Regions from separate parts of the Capra hircus genome. Here region 2 is linked to region 1. The links are chromatin contacts, called in public Hi-C maps. All regions are on one chromosome and are shown on one strand. The core of a region is the stretch at or near the end of the contact, and the rest is flanking DNA. Distances in the headings are between cores, read along the strand shown. Region 1 overlaps RASSF5 (ras association domain-containing protein 5). Region 2 overlaps RASSF5 (ras association domain-containing protein 5).

Evidence for each region. A called contact is a pair of places that touch in the nucleus more often than the background predicts.
Region 2: a Hi-C map of blood shows a contact between it and region 1, with 4 times the contacts expected there. The contact joins two enhancer-like sites. A contact is called at or near these places in 2 of 5 Hi-C or Micro-C datasets (both in blood).

Annotation. Positions count from the first base shown.
Region 1 is chr16:3,678,964-3,686,127 of ARS1.2, forward strand. The region is part of intron 2 of RASSF5 (ras association domain-containing protein 5); the gene reads left to right. Among named protein-coding and RNA genes, the nearest start is that of RASSF5, 36 kb to the left of the region's middle. Within about 2 kb of position 4,453, at least 2 of the 5 cell types and tissues checked have an H3K27ac peak or open chromatin away from gene starts, as enhancers often do.
Region 2 is chr16:3,715,296-3,722,459 of ARS1.2, forward strand. It overlaps RASSF5 (ras association domain-containing protein 5), which reads left to right. Exons shown (of 6, transcript XM_018060091.1): 3 at 120-230; 4 at 1,289-1,586; 5 at 2,395-2,510; 6 at 4,019-6,495. The coding sequence ends at 4,171. Among named protein-coding and RNA genes, the nearest start is that of EIF2D, 27 kb to the right of the region's middle. Within about 2 kb of position 3,671, at least 3 of the 5 cell types and tissues checked have an H3K27ac peak or open chromatin away from gene starts, as enhancers often do.

The DNA of each region.
Region 1 (7,164 bases), core at 3,203-5,702:
AGTTTGGAGGCACATGACTGTTAGGAGGTCTTGGCCTGGTGGCATTTCTCCGCTCTGCTGTTGAAGGAAAAGAAAAATCATTGATCTTCCTCCATCCAGAAGGAACCACTGTTCGTTAACATTTTTACATTTTCTTCCTGTACGTTCATACATTTTTCAAAACACAGTTGAGATCATCCTGTCGATAAGTGTTTGGCCTCAACCTTTGAAAAGCAGTAATCCCAAGGTTCAGGCTGTCTTCTCTCTGCCATGAGAGGTGGGGAGGGGGGAAGACGGGGCGGGTGTTTAGGGGGCGGGAACGGGCTTAAAGCCCCAGCTGCACTCAGAAGCCCTGTGGGTTGTGCACGTCTCTCCCAGGTGGAGAAACAGAGGAGGTGCGGCTGCGAGCTGCCCATGCCTTAGTCAGTCTCTCCTTGGAGATCGCCAAGGTCTGGCATGACTGGCTTTTCTCTTGGGCACCCTTTGCTGACCAAGCAAATCCCTTCAAGTCCGCCCAGGTCTCCTCTTCAGTTTAAGGCTATTTCCTAGAGGACGTGGTTGCCATCAGCTGAAGATCACAATACGTTGCCAAAACTGCTGCAGTTCCCTTATTTGGGGGCATGCCCCAAAGACTTTACCCTTCAGGTGGTGCGAAAGTTGCTCTTACCCCGTCACCCGTGATGAAAGAATCCCGGGGACTCCCCAGTGCCCTCCGGACGAAATGAGACCTCTGCTGGTCTGGCTTGGTCCTTTCTGTGCCTACCCGAGAGCGGAAGCCCTTGCCCACAGCTGTGGATTCTTACCAGGACCTGCTGCTGCCCAGAGGGACGTGGCAGCTCTGTGCCCGGCCTTTGGTGCCCCTTTCCTCAGCACGTGGAAGGCACGGGCGACAAGACAAACACAGCGCCACTCTCCCTCCCGCTCAGCTCTCTTGCGGCCGGCGATGGGATCTCCTGTCCATAGGGCCCAGATTCCCCCCTCCTGGTGGCACCCCAGAACCCAGCAGCAGGCTTCAGAAATGAGGCTCTTGGCCCCGGTCTGCAAGTCCAGCCCCGCCTGCTGCAGTTCCCAGACCTCCCGAGGCACTTTCCACACTGAGGACTCTGGCCATGTCAATAGTCCACCGGTGCTACTGTTGACTTAATATTCCTCTTCAAATAGATTTCTTTTATTAAACTTAAACTTATGTTAGAGGACAAAGTTTCAGTCCTTGAATCACCATTGATGTACTTAGGATTTTTTTTCCTGATACACATAATTAATATTTAATCTCTAAAATTAAAAAAGCAGTATGCCTAAGGACTGTCTCAGATTCCTTCCACAGGTAATGACAGAGCCAGGCATTGCTTTAAAGTCCTTTCTGGTGCCCTCAGTGGGCAGCAGAGACTGCTCTCCCCAAATACCAGCGCACTGGGTCCAGCCACTGCCTCCTGGGCACTGTGATCAGTGGAGAGAACTGTAGGGGTACCAGGATGGAAATTCCAGCCACTGGTACCAAGACCCATGTGGTTTTCCAAAGGAGGGATGGGTCTGCATGTGCTGACAAGGGATAGTGCCGACAGAGACAAGCCACTCAGTGGTACATATAAGACAATCCATTTGTACCTTGTACATGTGTGTGTGTGTAAATGTGTGTGAGAGTGAGGGCCTGCAGGGCACCCAGCCAACGGCTGGAAGATATTTCACCTTGAGGGGGGTGGGGGGTGACTGGGGTAGAGTGAGAGAACCCTTGACTTTTGCTCTTTGCTTCGGGGCTATTTGAATAAGCCGATGCTGTCCAGATGGTTCTAGTGTAATATTTCTAAAAGGTAATACCTATTTTCTTAAAAGAAAGACTCTTGGCCTGGATGACAGGAGAGCCCGGTTCTAATTCAGACTGTGCAGATGACACTGTGGACGTGTGACGGGCACAAGCCTCTTAGCTTCCCTGAGCCTCAGGTTTCTCCTCTGAGCAATGGTGGTTCTGTGGCTGCAGCGAGATGTAGGCGAAAGCATCTTGGTATCACCAGGTAACATTCCAAGGCCGTCTCTGGTGCCTTCAACAGCCTTAATGGATTTTTTTTTTTTTTTAATCATGTCGCCCTGTGATGGAAGCCCCTGGCAGCTTCCTATTACCCTCAAAGTCAGTCTGAATCTGGATTAGCATACAAAACCCTTCACAGTCTGGTTCTGCCTACTCTCCACAATACCAGAAAGATGCATTCTTCTCCTGGACATAAACCCAGGACACTATGGTTTTGTGGTTTGCTGGGCACTCTCGCTACAAGACACGATTATCCCCTTCTTTGCAGCCTCTTATTGCTCTGCTCTGTTGATAAAAGGACTCAGGACCCTGTCTGCCTTCACCAAGGGACGGGGGCTGGCCGGCTGGCCTTTCAGCCCTCCCGGTCGGGCCGCCTAGACTTTCTCCGTGTGTCCCCCGCCTTCTCCCCGCAGCCCCTCGCGGTCTTCCCCTCGCAGGGCGCCCGCTGCAATCGCCTCCCGCGGCCCCCGCAGCCTCGGAGCGGTGACCCAGCTGGTCAGGAGAGCCGGGTTTCCTGCCTCCCGGCCCTGTCCTGTCTCTGCGGCCGCACCTCCGTTTCCTTGCCCTGCCCCTGCCGAGGGCTCGCTTCTCCGAACCCTTCAGGAGGATGCCCCAGCCCCCCAGCCCCGCGCCACAGGCCGAACCCAGAGCCGCCACACGGGGGAGCCACGGAGCCGGAAGGGAAGACCCGCGGGGACCGAGTCTGCCTCTGCAGAGGCTGGGGCTCCCTGAGGAGCACTCCCGATAGATGCGTGTGCGCCTCTCCAGGGATTCTGGCCCTGGGTCTCCTCTGAAATGCTCTAAAGGCTTATCAGGCTGAACTGTGATACCAACGTTAGCTAACGTTTGTTGAGGCACACCACGTGCTCTGCTTCTTTTATCAATTATTGAGAGAGGGGTGTTGAACTCTCCAACTCTAATTGTAGATTTGGCCACGTCTCCTTTCAATCCTATCTTGTACTTTGAAGCTACATTATTCAGTGCGTAAACACTGAACATTATTACAGTCTCTGGATTAATCGACCCTTTTCATTATGAAATAAATTTATCTTTGGCAATATTCTTTGTTCTGAAATCGACTTTCTCTAACGTTGATGTAGCCACTGCGGCGTTCTTTTGATTACCATTAGCATGTTATTTCTTTATCCATCCTTTTATTTTAGGCTATCTGTGCCTTTATATTTAAAGGTCATGTCTTACAGAAAGCAAGTAGTGGAATCTTGTTTTTCTTAATCCAATTGGATCATCTCTGCTCTTTGAGTTATTTAGTTCATTTGCATTTAATGTGGTTATTGATATAATTAGATTTGAAGTCTATCTTCTTGCTGTTTGTTTTCTATTAGGCTTATTCTTTGTTTCCTTTTCTTCCTTCTTTTGGATTAATCGAATACATTTTACAATTCTATTTTATCTCATTTGTTGCCAGCCCATCCACAGGTGCCAAAAGGAGGGGCCAGTCTCCAGCCACCCCCCACCACAGATTTCCCTCCACGCTCTAGAAACCAGAAGTGCTGGCCAAAGTTGTCAGTGATTCCGCTCCACTCAACAGCTGCTCTAACAGGAGCCGCCCTAAGGCCTGTCTGGCAGCCCAGGGGAGCTCAGTTCTGATCAGACAATGGGAATGGCTTCCCAACCAGGAGGCTCTTGATACCCTGGTGCCAAGCAGAGCCAGGGTTCTAGCCCTTGCTTCTCTTGAAATGCTTAAGCACTGGAGATGTATCTCTGTGCCCCTCACAGCCCCACTTACTCCTCCCAGCCTAGAACCAGTAGGTGCCTGAGATGACCTCTGGCTGGGCCAGCTTGTCCTGAGGCCCTAAGGAGGCAACAAGCCTCTCTCTCTCTACATGCAGTAGTGCAAGGGTTGTTCACACATCTCACATCCGTGACCACATTGCCCTGGCTCCTGAAGGACTGAAGCGATAGCGCGAGGGATGGGATTGTTGGTCAGAAGCATCTTTTATGATTCTCTAGTTCCCCTAAAGGAGGGCAGCTAGAAGGCCAACTCCCCAGGCCTGCCGCAGACCCAGCAACAGCCCTCCAGGGCCTCCGCGTCTTAGTCTGGGCTGATCTAACTGCCTTTGGTGTGTGTGTCACGGCCTTAGCGAAGCTGGCAGCCTGACAACCCAGCAAGCGAAGCGTGGAGAGGGCTAGGAGCCCCAGAAAACTGCCTCTGCTGTGAGTCAGCCGCGTACCTCTCACAACAGGAAGTCATCCGGGGGAAGCTGAGCTCTGTGGTGTGCTCACAGTCTAATGCTGTCAGAAGCTGCTCTCGGGACACGGGGTGGCAGTAAGGTTCACCCCAGAGAGGGCATCTGAGAAAGGCTGCTTCCGAGAGGCGCTGGGAAGGTGGGGCAGGTGTGGCCGTGGGTGGGGAGTGTGCGTCAGGAAGCCAGTGGAGGCAGGAGCGCTCTGAACGCAGAGGAGACCGAGAGCAAGGCCACGCGCGGGGTGGGCGGCTGCCGGGAGCGTGAGGCGAGCGTGTGTGCCTGCAAGGAGGGCTGCCTGAGTGTGGCTGGCGGTGGGCATGGCCTGTAGGCCGGGCACGTGCTGTGAAGGGCCTTGAAGGACCTGCTCTGGAGCTGAGGATATTGTTGTAGGCACTGGGGCGTCACTGGAGGCAGGACAGCTGTGGTGAAAAATTGTCAGACACTGAGGCTCTGGGTTTGAAATCTGATCCCACTATTTATTTGCTCTTCGGTTTGGGGCAAATCAGCCATCCTGAGTCTCATTTTACTCATCTGTAAAATACGTTCTTACAGGGTTGTGACAATATACAGCCTTGATGTACTCCTTTCTCAATTCTGAACCAGTCCATTGTTCCACGTCTGGGGGATTAAGTGCAAGAATGAAGTATATGAGAGCTCGGTAGCTCCAATATGACATCTTATTTTGTGTTGTTCAGACTGGCTGTTAGGAGAAAGCAAGGACTATGTGTTCTTCAGAACACCCAGTCTGGTGCCTGCCATGTAGAAAGTGCTCAGGAATTATTTGTTGAATAAATGAATAAGCTTGATACTAAGTCTTGATCCTCAGTACATATTCAATAATTATTAGTTGACATCTGAATGGGAAGATTTTATGATGAAATAACCCTGATCAGATCTCGGTCTAGATGGGTAACTTTGGCAACAAGACAGTGGGGAGTTTGGAGGAGTCAGGATGGGAACGAAGGACATTATTGGAAGGCTTTGCAATAATCTGTGTTGATGGAATCCATCAAGATAGGAAATTCTAAAGTAGGGGGAGCAGGGGGAGGCTGAGGCCCCGAATAATCACCTCCGTTTGGACCTGTTGAGAGTGAGGCCGTAGTGGGGAGGGCTGGGTACCTGGTGAAGCATCCATCTGGAGTACCTGGGGGAGAGGGCATCATGAGACAGGTCAAGTGTGGTTGATGCCATTGGCCTAGACGCAGCTCCCAGGGACAATGCGAGCACAGAGGGGGTGGAGGAAACAGTCAGTGAACTGTGGAAAACCCCAGTGAGCCAAAGGGAAGACAGGGTCATAGGCAGACTGAGAAAGCAGCTCCTGACTTATCTGTGACAGACGCCAGTGTCAGGCAGGATGACTGTGCGCAGAGCGGTCGGGGGATAGGTTCTGATGCTCTGCCTGTACACAGTCAAGGGCCTGGGTCTGGAGTCAGACCAGCTGGGCTGATTTGGCTCCTCCGGAACTAGCATGTCTGACTGTGTGCAGGTCACTCGACCTGCCAGAACCTCCTCTTCCACTCTGTAAAGTGGAGATATTGAACTGTAGCCTCCTCCCCCGTTTGCTGTAGGGATTAAATGAAACGAAGCACATAAAGTTACTAGGAAGACAGCGTCCACGCAAGGCGGCTAATGATCGCTCCAAATGGTTTCTGGGGTGGGTTGGCACCTCACCCGATTTTCGGCCTCTGAATATGTTTGTCGTTCATGAGGCCCCAAACCTGATCTCTGGACCCCTCCATGGATCCTGGATGAGGAGACCTGAGGTCCAAAGTTGCTGAAGCTCCCACAGCAAGCTAGAGCTGGAGCTGGGCCTGGAATACCAGCCCCCTGGCTTCCATTCTTGTACCACAGCTTTCCTGGAACACAGACCCACAGGGTGGATTTGACAAGGGATCTGGCCACGTGTCAGGATGGCATTTGAGAGAGGAAGAAAGTTTCCAATGATGTCTTTCATTATCTGACGCTCTGAGACAGGGAAGTCACCCATCCACCACTTCAGTGGGGCTTTCTGAATCCACCCTGCCCACCCCACCCCCCAATAGCGACGCCATCATTGCTCTGGGGCTCTGGATGCTGCAGCTTCAGGGCCAGACTCCTCTTCCTGGGACCAGGGACAGGAACAGCCAGTTCCTACCCTTCGCACGTTCACTTCCAGAAGCATGAAGCGCTGTTGCCTAAGCTCTTCCGGCTGCCTTCTCCCCTCCCCCTGGCCACGTTATCACCATCGTTGATTATTCATGGGGAAGAGGTGTAGCCAGGGTCACTGGACACTGAAAGGAACCCGGTCTTCCTCCCTTTGGGATTATGGAGCTTCAGTCTGGATTTTTCCTCCTGGAGGCTGGCCAACCTGTTGTATCACATGTGATCTTTGCTGGCTTCAGAAGAGTCCCAGGGTCCTCGCCAGCACCATTTCTGCTTTGCTTGGCTTCCTTCCAAGCCTGGACTCATTGACAGGTGGAGTAGGGTAGATATACAGACACTAACTAGGCTTTGAGAATATCTCATGAGCTATGATGGAACACATCGCTTCCCTCAGTTTCCTCATCTGTGAAATGGGAGTAAAACCTGCTATCAGGGTTGCAGAGCAACCCAAGTGATGAGGTGAAGGGACTTTGAAAAGCCCTATTCAGATGTCACTTTTCATAATATTTGAACTGGCAGGGAGCAGCACCCTGAAAGAACACGGTGTCACTCAGGCCTTTTCCTAAGTGGATCTGGCATCTAGTGTGCCGCTCACAAGCAGAGACTCACGCTGACTCCTGGGGTACTTTGGCTTGTGGTTCAAAAAGCCCGTTGTCCGCTGTATTTTAAGATTGTACGTTTTGAATGTGTAGGGCTGCGTTTGCTCTGCAGAGGTCAGTGTGTACTCCAAGGTCCAGGGTGGCCCGAGAATCTGGGGCCTGTTTTTCCCTTAAGTATTGAATTCCCACTGAGCAAGGAGGTTCCTTGTATAAG
Region 2 (7,164 bases), core at 2,421-4,920, 36 kb after region 1:
TTCTGGTGCGTGCTTACTCTTGGTTGGAGAGGCCTTTAGGAGGAAGCGGTCACTCCCTTTCTCATCCTAAGAAGCGTGTGCAATGCACGTGTCCACCCTCGCGTCTGTGTCTGTTCCAGAATGACTGCAAGCCCCCTGAGGAGCCTCAGCGCCCGCCCACTCTGCAGGAGATCAAGCAGAGGATCGAGAGCTACAACGCCCGGGAGAAGAACTGCCTGGGCATGAAGCTGGTGAGTCCGTGCCCGCTCCCCATCCCTGCCCCCACCTAGCTCACAGCCCCTTCTGCTTTGGCTCCGTTCTTCCCCCTCGGAATCCTGGGGCTCCCCTCCCCAGGAGGGCGCTCCCCTTTCTTTGGGGCTCTGGAGGCCTCCAGGCTTACGTGAGGCGGAGAACCTGGGCTGTCAGTGCTCTGGGGAAACAGATTGGGCTATGGGATGAGACCTAGATCCCGTCTCTGGCTGTTTCTTTAAGTTGAAGCTTTGGGAAACCTTAACCTCTCTGAGCTTCAGTATAAAATAGAGACATTAGTGTCCATGTGTCAAAGCACATGTAGGCATTAAATGATATGCAGGTGACCAGGGGCCCAGGAAGCCCTCGGCAAGGGGCACAGGCAGCCCTCCTCCCCTTCTTGGTCCTCACATCCTGTGCCTGGGGCAGCCTGCCTGACTGTGCAGAGCTCAGAGCCGCGAGGGCACCAGCTTCGTGCTGGTTCAGAGAGGCCATCTTCAGGGGAGACGCTGGAGGCGCCCTGCCCCCTGCTGGTGTTTGCTGGCAACTGGCTCTTGGTGGGGCCTTAGCTGGGTGGACACCAGAACAATCCAGTCGCAGAGGAACTGGGGTTTAAGTCTGGAGGGTTTCAAGAGGAAATTCAGTGCCCTGGTTCTCCAAAGATCTTATCACAGAGCCTCCTGCTCCTCCTTGGTTTGGAGGGGGGACGACCAGAGGGGCCACTCCAGACCCTGTGTCTTGGCCTGGGGACTCAGCAGAGGCAATCATCCCATCTGCCTGGTGGCAGGGATTTGGGGCAAGCAGCGTGAGCCCCTGGGGAGGGGGAGCCGCAGCAGTAGCTAGGTCCTGCGGGCCTTCTGCCGCTGCCCTGCCAGCATCCCTAGGTCAGCAGAGGCAGGAGGGAACTCAGGGAGGCAGGTGGTGCGCGTGTGGCTGGGATGGCACTGCATCAGGAAGGGCCTCTGCAGCCCGGTGGGTCTGGAGCCCCGGGCGGGAGTGGCAGGTGGGAGATCCGGCGAGACAGGCCCGCCGTGACCACGCCCAACCTGCGCCCTGGCAGAGCGAGGACGGCAGCTACACGGGCTTCATCAAGGTGCACCTGAAGCTGCGGCGGCCGGTGACGGTGCCCGCCGGGATCCGGCCCCAGTCCATCTATGACGCCATCAAGGACGTGGATCCAGCGGCCGCCACGGACAAGCGTACATCCTTCTACCTGCCGCTCGACGCCGTCAAGCAGCTGCACATCAGCAGCAGCACCACGGTCAGCGAGGTCATCCAGGGGCTGCTCAAGAAGTTCATGGTCGTGGACAATCCCCAGAAGTTCGCGCTCTTCAAGCGGATACACAAGGATGGGCAAGGTAGGAGTGAGCGAGCTCTCCCCCAGAAATTACCCTTCCTGACTCTGGCTGGGCGGGCCCGGTCACACGAGCTGGAGGAGTGGGCTTCTCGTGGCCCGGAGCCCAGCCTCCCCTATGGCGTTGGGTCTACGGACGGACCGCCCACCGTGCCCCTCCCTTCACACATGGCTGCAGGAAACCCACCCCTGGGCGTTCACTTCCTAATCTGTGGGATGGGACCACTCCCTCGAACGTTTGGGGGGATGACGTGAATGGAAACACGCTTCCCACCCTAGCAGACTCTGAAGGTACCGGTTGTTACCCTTTATTCCTGCCAGGCGCCTTTCGTTAGGTTGAAAGGATGGCTAGAAACACCCCTGCATCCGAATCGGTCCGGCCATCCTGAGCCCCTGCTCTTCTACTCCAAGGCAGCCCAGCCCGCTCTCTTGGTTTACAGTGCTCTTTTTTTTTCTTTTTTTCGTTTTTTGAATTTATTTGTCTTACTGTCATTTTGAACCTAAATCAATTAAGAATTTTTCCTTCCTCTAGGAAGGAAAATAATTCTCTATTTGTAGACTGAGTAGTTTTTTAAAGTTTAATTAATTTTAATTGGAGGCTAATTACTTTACAATATTGTAGTGATTTTGTCATACATTGACATGAATCAGCCATGAGTATACATGTGTTCCCCATCCTGAACCCCCTCCCACCTCCCTCCCCATCCCACCCCTCTGGGTCATCCCAGTGCACCAGCCCTGAGCGCTGGCTGTCGCATGCATCGAACCTGGACTGGCGGGCTGTCTCACATGTGGTACTATACATGTTGCAGTGCTCTTCCAGAAACTCTCCATCGCTGACTGCCCCCTCTACCTGCGCTTACTCGCCGGGCCTGACACAGACGTCCTCAGCTTCGTGCTAAAGGAGAACGAAACTGGAGAGGTGGAGGTAGGTCCTGGCACCTCCGCCTGTGCGCATTCCCAGCCCGTGGGGCTCGCCTAGCAGGGCGGGCTCGGTCCACACCCCCCAGCGCAGCTGGAGGCCGCCCTGCAGCTGCTGAGCTGGGGCGAGTGTGGCCCAAGATCAGCGCTGAAGTCAGGAGTGTAAGTGCTCTGGGGGAGCAGGTCAGGGCCTGTCTGGCAAGGCCTATGGAAGGACAGGATTCCATGTGCCTACTTTGAACACTCAGGGTGGAGGGGTGCTGAGAACCTCCCTGTGTTCCACCCAGCTTTTCGCTCCTGAGGATGTCCTGAGGCCCAGCAAGCTCCAACTCTGGGCTCCCCCAAGCACAGGTACTGTTGACTCAATTGTCTCTCCCTAGTTCTTGAAAGCAGACCTCGCTACCCCAAGGGAAGCGTCCAGCCTGCGGTATGAACTGGGGTGAAACCAAGCTGGTGCTCCCTGCGTCCTGGGGTTTTCAGAAGCAGTCTTGGGGGCCACTGTGGAAATTAGGGGGATCTAGGCCTGTCTTTTTCCAGCCTCCACCAGGAAGCTCTGCTCTCCCTCTGTTTGACAGAGTGGGAGGTTTTGTTGGGACAGAGTATTCCACAGAAACTGTTTGAGCGTTGCTGGCCCCGTGGGAACCTCACAGGCCTGGGGTTTAGAGGCCTGGCTTCTCGTTCAAGTTTTGTGGCTGTACTGGAAGCTCTGTGACAGTGGTTCCCTCTGTGGACTTCAGCTTTCCCATTTCTCCAATGTGGGGATTAAACCAGATAAACCTTGATGTTCCGTTGTGCTCAACAAGCCTAGGAGTCAAAGTCCCTGACCCCATGGGGGCCTCAGTTCCTGGGTCAGCCGGGAAAAGCCGGACTTGCCTTCTGTCCTGAGAAGCCAGATCCCACTGGCCAGGCCCAGGCCCGCCAGGCCCTGCAGAGCTGTGCAAGTGACTCATCTCATTATCTGCGCTGCGAGCCTCGGGAGGTGGACACCCTAATTCCACGGCAGATGAGGAAACAGCTGAGAAGGGTGGAGTTCTGTGCTCAGGGTCACATGGCAGAGCCAGGCTGACGCCCAGTCTCCTGAGTCCAAGCTCAGCTCCCCTCCCGACGTCACTCTGGGGGCTGCATGCTGGGGACCCGTTGCTGGTCAGCCCCAAAGCAGACAGCTCCAGGTGGTCACCAGGGTCTCAGGCAGCTCCAGCATCACAGTTAGGATCTCAGCTGCTACCGAGAAATTTAAGATTATTGATTCTCCAATGAATAGAGCCTAAGCCAATAAAATACAGCATAAGCCAATCAAAACAGGGCTTATGGTCTACTAATTCTTGGCCAGAAGATGCCAGGATTTGAAATTCTGCTGCTGATATGGCATGGAGACCTCAGGCTGTGTTCATCACACCTGCCTATTCCGTAGCAAGTGGTGTGAAGGGGGAGCTGAGCTGGCAGGGCCCCTCCGTCACGTGATGTCTAACCTGGCTCCTGTTCTCTCTCTCCCCCAATCTCCCTCTCGCCGCCCAGTGGGATGCCTTCTCCATCCCTGAGCTCCAGAACTTCCTAACGATCCTGGAGAAAGAGGAGCAGGACAAGGTCCAACAAGTGCAGAAGAAGTACAACAAGTTCAGGCAGAAACTGGAGGAGGCTTTAAGAAAATCCCAGGGCAAACCTGCCTAGCCAGTCCAGCCTCCCCTTCTCCTGAAAGCCCATGGATTTAATTTTTATTATTAATTATTATTTTGCAACAGACACTTTCTCAGGACACCTCTGGTGGGTGCATCTGTGCCTGCCCATCAGTTCCAGATGTGGCACGACGCCTCTGGCGGCCGCGTGTGCGTGCAGGCTCGGGGCCTGCCTGTCGCCATCCGTGCCTCTGCACACCGCCCCCGAGCAGCGCGCTCGTGTGCAAGATCGGCCACCTCGTCTCGCCATCTGCAAGCCTTCCGCAAACCAAACAGCTGCCTCTCCCTACACCAGCTGGCAAAGCAAAGGGTTTTAGAGATACGTGTTCTTTCTCTGGCCTTTAGACTTCTTCAGTTCGTTTCTTATTTGCCATCCACAGTTCCTTTATTTATGAGTCCAGAACTGTAGTATATTCCTTTAGCAGGTCTGAGCTAAGCTCCTGAAACAGGACAGTGCTCATAGAAGAACTGTCCCGGGTCTTCCCTTGTGATCCAGTGGCTAAGACTCCAAGCTCCCAACGCTTGGGGCCCAGGTTCGATCCCCAGTCGGGGAACTAGATCCCACACGCCTCCACTGAAACATCTCGCGTGCTACAACTTAAGACCCTGTGCAGTCAAATAAATAAATAGTTAAAAAAGAGAATTTTCCCCCACCGTCCTCAGGTGCCCATTGCTCACGGGTAAGGGATGGTCATAAAGCTACTGGCCCCAGAGGCTTGGGTCAGAAGCACCAAAGCTGAGGTTGCCTGAGAGATTTCCAGAGAAGCTGCAGCTGGCCCTGGCCCTGATGGCCCGAGTCTGTACACGTGTAAACCCAAAGGCATTTATATCTGTGTGCGTGTGGGCTTCAGCCACACCTTCGTCAGCTCTTGTTTTTAAGTTGCAGTTTTGAGTTTAATATTGCCATCATCCTCATTGTTTCCACTAAGGGGAAACCAGCTCCTTAACCATTTTTAAAGTCTCCTGATGAGTGTGGAAATCAGACGGTCAAAGCCAAAATGTGTTGCAGGTAAACGAGTCCAAGCTGTCTTCAGGCCTCCCCAGCTAGCGGCTGCCTCGGTTCCCCTCCGGCCTCCAGGACTGCCCCTCCCCTCCCTCTGGACTCTGGGATCTCCAAGTGCTGCCGGAGGAGCTGCCTTGGTTACGGAGGGGGGTGCCCTCCAACGCAGCCAACTTGGGACTCCTTCATGGTCTGAAGCATTGTCGGCCGTGGGGCTGGCCTCCCGCTGACCTCAGTGCCTTTTTGTTTTTGGAGAGGGTCAGGAACCTGGGCCTTTGCTTGAGGCTCTGCTGCTGGCTTGCTCCTGCCAGGAAGTGGACCACGGTGGTGTGGGAGACAAGGACAGGGGAGCCTGCCTCCCAAGCATGGGATGAGGGTCACAAAGTTCCTGCCCGCCTAAGGTCCTGGGCCCTGACTTCCTAGAAGTGAGGTCAAACCGCCTGGACAGGGCGGATGAGATTCCCGACTCTACATCTCTGCCGGCTCCTTGCTTAGGTTCAAACCTAAAACCAGCCAAACGATTCAAGCCAGGAGCCAGGACGGCAGAGACACTCCAGGGCAGAGGGAGAAGGGCTGTGACCTTTCAAAGTGGGGCCGGTTTTCCAATCCAGCCTCTAAGAGATCCATTTCTTCACTGTTCTCTGCCTTCGCAAGTCCTTCTTGGGTCAGTTCAAGCCTCACAAGTCCCCTCCCTGAGTCCACCTGGCCCCTAATCCTAGAAGGAATACAGAACCTTCATCGTGCAAACTTCTTGGTCTTCAGAGCTGCAAAAACTGGACGAGCTAAGCAGCTCAAATAGATGTTTTCCATCATAAAAACCCTAGTTATCTGCCATCTCCTGCTCAGCCTTATCACTTCCCTCCCTTAAAATCCCCTCTCCCTGCTGTGGGCGGGCGCAGCACCCTCTCCTCCACGCTGCATGTCTGTAACACGAACAGAAGGCACGCCGCTGCAACCGCTGTGAATGCTGCTGAGACCCCCCCTCGGATGGGGTGGCCATTTTATTTTTGAGAAGAAAAAGAAGTCGTGTACATATATACATAAAGGCATATAGTTATATATAAAGAGATGGGGCGTTTATGAAATAAGAAAACTGGGAAAATTCAGACTTTATCGAAAGCACAGTTAGACCAAGGGACCCGGGCTGGGGTCTGCGCCTCCGAAACAGTAGCGAGTGGGGAGCCCCCCTCCCCTCGCAGGGTCGGTGTGGAGCGCCTTCTGCCGTTATTGCCCCGTGTGTGCTCTGGGGCGGTTTTCTTCTGAAATGTCTGTCTTATATGGGTTTTAAAAAAAGTAATAAAAGCTTGTTGCAAAAATGATTCAGACGGGAGATGCGTTCCTTGAACCTCCCCCTCTCAGGGAAATCTGGGAAATTGTGTGGAAATGGTGGAGCTGGGAGAGGGGTGGGGACAGAGGAACGCACACACTTCAAGGCCAAGTCAGATTTTCTTTTGCCAACAAATAGAGGGATGAAGGCTCTGAGAACACCTTCCAGAGGCGCGGGCTGGAGGTGCTGCCATGGTGACGGGTTATCCTCCACCCCCCAGAGCAGGAAAGCAGGGGGACTCACTACAGAAGGAGCACTTTGAAAAGGGGGGTGGGGGGCTCTCTGGAGCCAAGGATGGATGATTAAACACCAGCACAGGCTACTGAGTTAAGCAGCGATTCTTCTTTTTCTGGCATTGTTTTAAAGTCAGATAGGAAGGAGTCTTTGAACGTTTGCGATCATCTCACCCAGAGGAAAGGGCTAGATGGCTAAGACAGTCCTTCCACCTTAGCTCTGATGTCCATCAAAGGAATATCTCAGTAATTGTGGCGCTAACCATATAAAAGTTATTAAAAAGGAATTCTCGCCTGCCTTCCGGTATCGATCACACACAGTGCAACCAACAAGGGCCCGCAGTCCATCCCGCCCACCCCTGCCCTCCTTCTAGGAGAGCACCCCTGTCCAAGAGACATCCTTAAAAGTGTCCAGGGATGGGGTACAG